Regions from separate parts of the Mus musculus genome. Here region 2 is linked to region 1. Evidence: chromatin contacts called from public promoter capture Hi-C data. All regions are on one chromosome and are shown on one strand. The core of a region is the stretch at or near the end of the contact, and the rest is flanking DNA. Distances in the headings are between cores, read along the strand shown. Region 1 holds the start of Tcea3 (transcription elongation factor A (SII), 3). Region 2 holds the start of Ece1 (endothelin converting enzyme 1).

Region 1 (3,210 bases), core at 399-2,898:
CTTCCTTAGCGCCTCCTCCTACTCCCAAATCCTTCTCAGCCCAAAGCCCAGGCTTCCTTTACTGGCCCAAATCTGGGGTGAGCAAGGGGGTTAGGCTTAGACAATCTGTCTACCCGAAATACCATGTAGTTTGGGGTTCTTAGTTGGAAGAATGTCCTGTGACTTGAGTTTAGGTTTTTCTGGCGACATTGGGGGAAGCCTAGCGCAGCGCAGTCTCGCAGTCGGGGCTGGGAGCCAAAGGAAAGTGCCGCCGAAGCTCGGCAGGTGACGGGTGGAGGCATCTTTTAACGTCACCTCCAGTCCTATCTCACTCACTCTCAACTCTCCCTACTGCCTCCCCGCCCCCATGTTCTTCCCCCAGGCAATCCATCCTCTTACAGACAAAGAAACCGCAGCCTCAGCCTCTCACCATTTTACCAACACCACCATCTCTCTCATTGTTACCAGGTAACAATTTCAGGAAGCCTAACACTCCTTGGCTGCTCCAGCCTGTCACTCATCCCGGGTCTGAAACCTCTCTTTGGGCCCCAGAGTTTTCCAATTTTCCTGGAATGTCCTGGCAATGCAGGTCCTGGTGCAACTCGTTGCTAGAAACTATGTAGAAGAAAAGGACCCCGCGGCAAGTCAGCATGGAGGGCCTCATTCACAGGGTCCCTGGTCTTCTCCCTTTCAGTCCACGCCCCTCTAGAATTGGCACAGTCGCCAGCTTCCAGCCTGAGGCAAAGATCGCTAGGTAGATCAAACATTAACTTTCCATTTGGATCCAGCTCGGTGCTACCCGGACTGAGGGCTCAGGGACCCTCGGGCGACCAGGGCTGCGGACCCCCACCTCCCGCCACAGTTCTCCTTCGTGCACCTCCCCCTCTGGGCCAGCCCAGGCCCCATCTTTTCCTTCCCCCGCCCCGCACCTGTTCACCTCCGCCCGCCAGGGCCCCATCCCGCGGCCAAGGAAAAAGTTGCAAACAGAACTCCTGGCACTTCAGTCACCGCCCTTCGCTCGGGTCTCCTGGGGTGTGCAAACGAGGCTCGGCGCCCCCTTCTCAGCCCGAAGTTCTCCGATCCTTTTTGAAGTCACCCAAAACGTGCCCCTCCAGTTCTCGCTGCGCCTGCAGCTCCCCGGGCCTAGCGCACATCCCGAACCCCCAGACTCCTAAATGTCCTCCCCTGGGTTTGTGTCTCTCCTTGCTCTTTCTCTGCTCCGCGCAAGCTGCCCAGGAGCGCACCCAACCCGTCCACAGTGACTTGCAACAGTCGCGCGCCTTAGGGGACTCTGTACGATCCCCTCCAGACCTGGCCATGCACATGCCCATCCTAAAGTGGCCAGCAAGTAGCCGGGGGACCCCCTGCCGGGCAACTCCTCCCCAGTCCCGTGTCCCCTGACCCGCGCGCTCCCTTCGGGCACAGGGCCGGCACGCCCACCAAGCCCATAGCTGGGGGAGTCTTGCCTCCGTGGCCCGGGGGCTGCGTTGCAAACTCTGCAGCCTCACCGTCTTCTTCCGGGACACCATCTTCTCCAGCTTTTTGGCGATCCTCAACAGCTCCTCTTCCAGGCCCATGTTGGTCCACAACGCACGGCGGGGTTAGGGGCGCAGGGCAGCAGCGGGCGCCAAGGCGCGAGCCGCAAGGGCCGCAAACACACCGGACACTCGAGCCGGGAGGGGGCGGGGCGCGCCCCTCCCATCGCTGGGGGGAGGGGTGGCGGGCACTAAATATAGACTTCAAGGACTGCCCGGGCAAAGATTGCCTGAGCCTGGCGGGTCGTGCCTCAGGGGGTGTGTAAGTGGGAGGGGAGGACCAATCTGGAAGAAGGGGCTCTTCTCTTCCAACTCTCCTAGGGGTGCCCCAGGCTCCAGGGAGATTCGAGCATGAGGGTTCGGGGGTGATGAGTGTCAGCATAGCAGTGGGAAGTACAGAGCTGCCGGGTCTCAGCATCACTGCGCTCCCAGAGGGAGCTATGCCCAAGCTGGGAAAGTTGGTGAATTCATCGCATCTTGGTGCAGATTTTGACGTCAGCTCTGCCCTAACTTAGGTAGGCTCCTTGGTGCGCCCAAGGCCTGTGCCGTACACGTACTCGCGAGGTATACTCAGAGCCCTTTGCCGGCCAGTCTTTATTTTTTCTAACAACCTCTCAAAGGGGTATCGGGACCACGCTCCGAAAGACTAAGTTTTGGGTGATTCCGGTACACAGGGGGTGGGCTTGGAAGAGTAATTTGGGGTGGAGGGAATAACTCTGCCTCCCACTCTCGGCTCGCGAGCGGTAATTCCAAGAATTCGCTGAAGACCTAGTTCCCCTCCTGACAGAAAATGACCTTTCTGCGAGGGTCTCTGATTTGAAGCGGGGCAGAAGAGGGCTCACAGTGTGTGAAGGAACTTTCTGAGATAACCTCAGAGAAACAAGTCTGGAGCCTGTTGTGGACACCTGTCTCCCAACTGCTGCAGTGTGATGACGGTCAAGGTTTTTTGTTTTTTGTTTTTTTTTTTTTTTCATTCGACAAACGGTATCCAGTCAACTAGCAAGAAAAATCTCAGGGGCGGCAGGCTGGGCAGAATAACCATTAAAGAGGACTGTATTCCTCACAGCTGGGGTGGGGAGAGGAGGGAGAGAGGGCAAGTGTAAGGCCCAGCTGGGGCCTCATCCCCGTCCCAAGAAGTGAAATTTATTGCCTCAAAAGGCAGAATGGAAGTTTGGGGGAGGGGGAGGTCTGTGTAGTCGGTCAGGCCGCAAGCGGTTATTCTATTTACTGAGCTCCTACTGTGTTCCAGGTATTTCTAGCGTCCTGAGCCAGACGGCTCTCCTGGAGCACTCAGAGAACAAAGCTTGGGGATCACTGACATGTCAGCAGGGGGTGGGGAGGTGAGGAGGTGGCCGGGGGAGGAGCTGAAAAGTCCTTGGCTATAGCGGAGTGTTGTGGAGAGGTCCGGGATGGGTCCGGAAGGGCGGGGCCTTAACACCATGTGGCCAAAGCCAGGTTTTTCTTCAGTGGAGCTTCTGGGAGGCCTCTTGGCCAAAAGAAGCTTGAAGGACCCTAAGAAAACGCGTCAGACTTTATTATGCAAATAGAAGAGTCAATCTCAGGAAGTGGGAGGCCGCCTCCTCGGTACAGCCAGCATTTGCTGGTACCCATTGTATCCCTTCTGCCCACCTGTCCAAGAGAGAGGTCACCTGCACACAAAGATGCACACAACTGTCTTATTTCCCTGTGAGCTTTG
Region 2 (3,511 bases), core at 624-3,123, 1.6 Mb before region 1:
CCAGTCCTAAGCACCAACGATCTAGTATTCGAGCTACAGGAGATCCAACACTCTCATCTGCCCTCCACAGGTACCAGGCACACATGCAAGCCAAACACTCACACAAATTAAAAAGATAATTTTTTAAATGTTCCCAGGGCAGGGTGGGTTGTTAATTAGTTGGTTTATTCCAGCTCAGGCTGCCCTTGAACCAAGATCTGCCTGCCTCAGCCCCCCAAAACCCTGCAATCAGAACATGCAGGACCACACCAGACTTTCTGGTGCTTTGTAAGGAGGAAACGGTCCTCTTTGCGAGTGGCTCAGGCCAGGGTGGGTCTAAAGAGAGGACGTATGACCTCAAAGTCTCTCCCTCTTTTATAGCTCTCCCACATCCTCAAGCTTTAAAGCAACAGCTGGCCCACAGGTGACACATTCCCCGGCCATGAAACTAGACATGAGTTCGCGACAGGGTTTCTCTGTATAGGCCTGGCTGTCTTGGAACTCACTCTGCAGACCAGGCTGGCCTCGAACTCAGAAATCCTCCTGCCTCTGCCTCATAAGTGCTGGGATTAAAGGTGAGCGCCACCACTGTCCAGCTCTTGGGAGATTCTTAATGGGGGAGGTAAGTCGGGTCCAAGATGATCTCTGGGCACCTTGGGGGGGCGGGAGAATTAAGTCATCGGTCTCCAGAGAGACCAATGATGTCTCAGGGGAAAGACGCCAGTGGGTAAGAGAGAAAAGGGCTGTCTAAGGGAGACTTAATTTCTGACCAGGCACGGGTTGGTCCTGAGGCTGTCTCTGGAGCATCTTCAGCTCTCTCCATGATGCCCCTCTGTTTCTCAGCGAACCCCTCAGGCATGGAAGGGACATCACAGATGTAGGCAAGTCTCTAGGACCAAAAGGCAGAGAACCCAGGCAGATCTCCTCAGGCCACACAGGGTGTCCTGGGTCCAGTACACACGCCAAGAGCTCGGCTCTAGGAGAGGCAATCAGAGGTCCACAGGGAGAGAAGAAGCAAATGGCCCTGGGTGAGATGGAGAGGTAACCGGAGGCCTTGGCTCTAGGCCAGAGAGTCAACTCATCACTCCGAAGCTCTCAAAAGCAGCCAGATCTGGATTAGATGGATATCAGGCTTGAGGCTTGAGCCCCCAAAGAAGCCCTCTTCCTCAAGGACCCCTTTACCGTGGTGCTTTGGACCACGGGAGTCAGCACTTGGGCCCTCCTCTGAGGATTCATTACTGGGAGATGCTGGGAACACCAGATAACCCTCAGAACCTCAGACTATCCCCTCCTCTCTGAGCTATCTCTCCCCTTCCCATGAGCCAGGCAGCCACTGCAGGATCAGTGTAGGAGAAAAGTGCCCTAGTCTCCCACGATGTTCTCGAATCCCAAAGCCACTCGGACTATGCGGGGTGTGAGCTCAAGTCCAGCTGAACCTTGACGTCTCTGAATCGACCTGGCCTAGCTGCCCACGGTCTCCAAGTCAAGCCAAGCCAAGCTCAGCTCAGGGACTTGCACACCCCAAACCTATCTCACCAACTCTTCCCCAAAATCCAGCACGCGACCCCGAGTCTTCCACGCCAGGAGCAGCCCAGCAGCCCAGAACCAAGGTCCACGCGAACCGGACACCCCCCACAACTCCTGTCCGGGTCCAAGCCAGTGAACAGCGGGACGCGGGCCTCAGCTAAAGGGGACGCCCAGCTCGCCAGGAACCAGCCAGGATGCCATCGCCGCCCCGCTGTCGGGACCGTCGGGGTTGCATGGAGCCACAGCGGGCTGCGGGAGTACTCACCGTCGCTCCCGGGCTCCGAACGGCCGGGCTTAGGATGCACCTCCCGCTAAGGCTCCAGCTCCAAGTGCGCTGGGCTGAGCTCTACGCTCGAACCTCAGGGCTAGCTGCCGGGGCGGCGCGCGAGGCTGGGGCGCCCAGGCCAGAGGGCGGGGCCCGCCGCGAACCAATACAGAAGTGCGGGGGCTGCGGGCCCCGAAGAAACAGCCAATCAGAAGCGTCGGTTAGACTCCCCCCCACACCTCCGCGGGCTCCTTAACCCTTGGCATGCTGGAGCGCTGGATACTCTAGCTGCCCCGGATACCGGTGGGTCCAGGGGTGCGGGCCCGAACCTCCAGCTTGGCGTGCCTAATCTACACCTCGCCGGGACCCTCTCGAGGGACAGACGGAGCCGGTGTCAGGTCCACCTGCGCCCAGTTGGGGTTCTGGGAGCCTAGGCGACCTTTGTCTCCTGCCTGGTGCCTGCACTGTAGTATGACCCTGGGCACTGCAGCTGTGGGGTGTGTTTGTGTGCAAGAAGGAAGAAGGGCAGAGAGGAGAAGACAGAAAGGGGGGGAAGGGATGAGTTTCGAATGCCTGTGTGTTTATGTGGAAAGATAGAAGACTATATTTGGGGATTGTTAGTGTGTGTGTGTGTGTGTGTGTGTGTGTGTGTGTGTGTGTGTACACCAGCGCAGGCGCGCGATTCAGAGAGGGGAGAAGGAAAGAGAAATGGAATGGAATGAAGGCCCAGTAGGCGGGGGCACTTAGACCTCCAGTAGAGAAACTTTCTCTTTATGCCCGCTGCGCAGGTGCAGAGGAAGAAAGACCAGGAAACTGTACGTACTGGGTGAGCCGTGCATTTGTGACCTGTTGGGCACGCATGTGGGTGTAGTAGAAAGAGGCTTTGTGCCCCTGTTGTGAAAGAGTAGCCGGTGAGTGAATCCCGTTTGGTGTACATGTGTGTTCGAGCATGCAGCTTGAGACACACACACACACACACACACACACACACACACACACACACACACACACGGCAGAGATTTACCACAGCGTTGTAGGTGGCTCAGTTTGTGAGTAGAGAGGTCAGTGTGTCCTGTGTGGTAAATGTGTGGCTGGTTTGTTTTTTGTTTTTTAAGATAGGTCTTGGGGCTGGAGAGATGGCCAAATGGTTAAGAACATGTATTGCTTTTGCACAGGTGTGATGGGGGGGGGAATCGGGGGGGGGATCCCAGCACCGGTATCATTTGGCTCACAACTACCTGTAACTCCAGCTGCAAGGGACCCAATGCCCTATGCTGGCGTCTACAAACATCTGCATTCACATGTGCACATACTGCACCCCAGACAAACACATACATGTAGGTAAACAAACAAACAAACAAACTGCCAGACAGTGGTGGTGGCGCACGCCTTTAATCAGGCAGCAGAAGCAGGAGGATCTCTTGAGTTCGAGGACAGCCTGGCGTACAGAGCAAGTTCTAGGACAGCCAGGGCTACACAGAGAAACCCTGTCTCGACAAACCAACCAACCAACACAAAAAACAAACAGAGATGGGTCTCAATAACCTGGCCCACACTACCCAAACAGAGATGGGTCTCAATAACCTAGCCCACACTACCCCAATCCTACCTCTGCCTCTGGAGTGCTTGAGGTTACAGGTGTGCCCACCAAGCCCCACCTATTTGACTTTGGTCATTCCCTATATTTATATGATGCCAAGAAAAGAAACTAACGTATAAGGGATGTGAGATATATGTTCA

Evidence for each region. Promoter capture Hi-C pulls out the DNA fragments that hold promoters and counts their contacts.
Region 2: a contact with region 1 is called in a promoter capture Hi-C map of liver, with 2.5 times the contacts expected there. The contact joins the promoter of Ece1 here to the promoter of Tcea3 in region 1. A contact is called at or near these places in 2 of 39 promoter capture datasets (both in liver).

Annotation. Positions count from the first base shown.
Region 1 is chr4:136,246,395-136,249,604 of GRCm38.p6, reverse strand. It overlaps Tcea3 (transcription elongation factor A (SII), 3), which reads right to left and starts at 1,648. Exons shown (of 11, transcript NM_011542.2): 1 at 1,488-1,648. The coding sequence starts at 1,556. Asap3 (ArfGAP with SH3 domain, ankyrin repeat and PH domain 3) reads right to left here. Exons shown (of 25, transcript NM_001008232.2): 25 at 3,032-3,210.
Region 2 is chr4:137,860,642-137,864,152 of GRCm38.p6, reverse strand. It overlaps Ece1 (endothelin converting enzyme 1), which reads right to left and starts at 1,873. Exons shown (of 19, transcript NM_001369179.1): 1 at 1,772-1,873.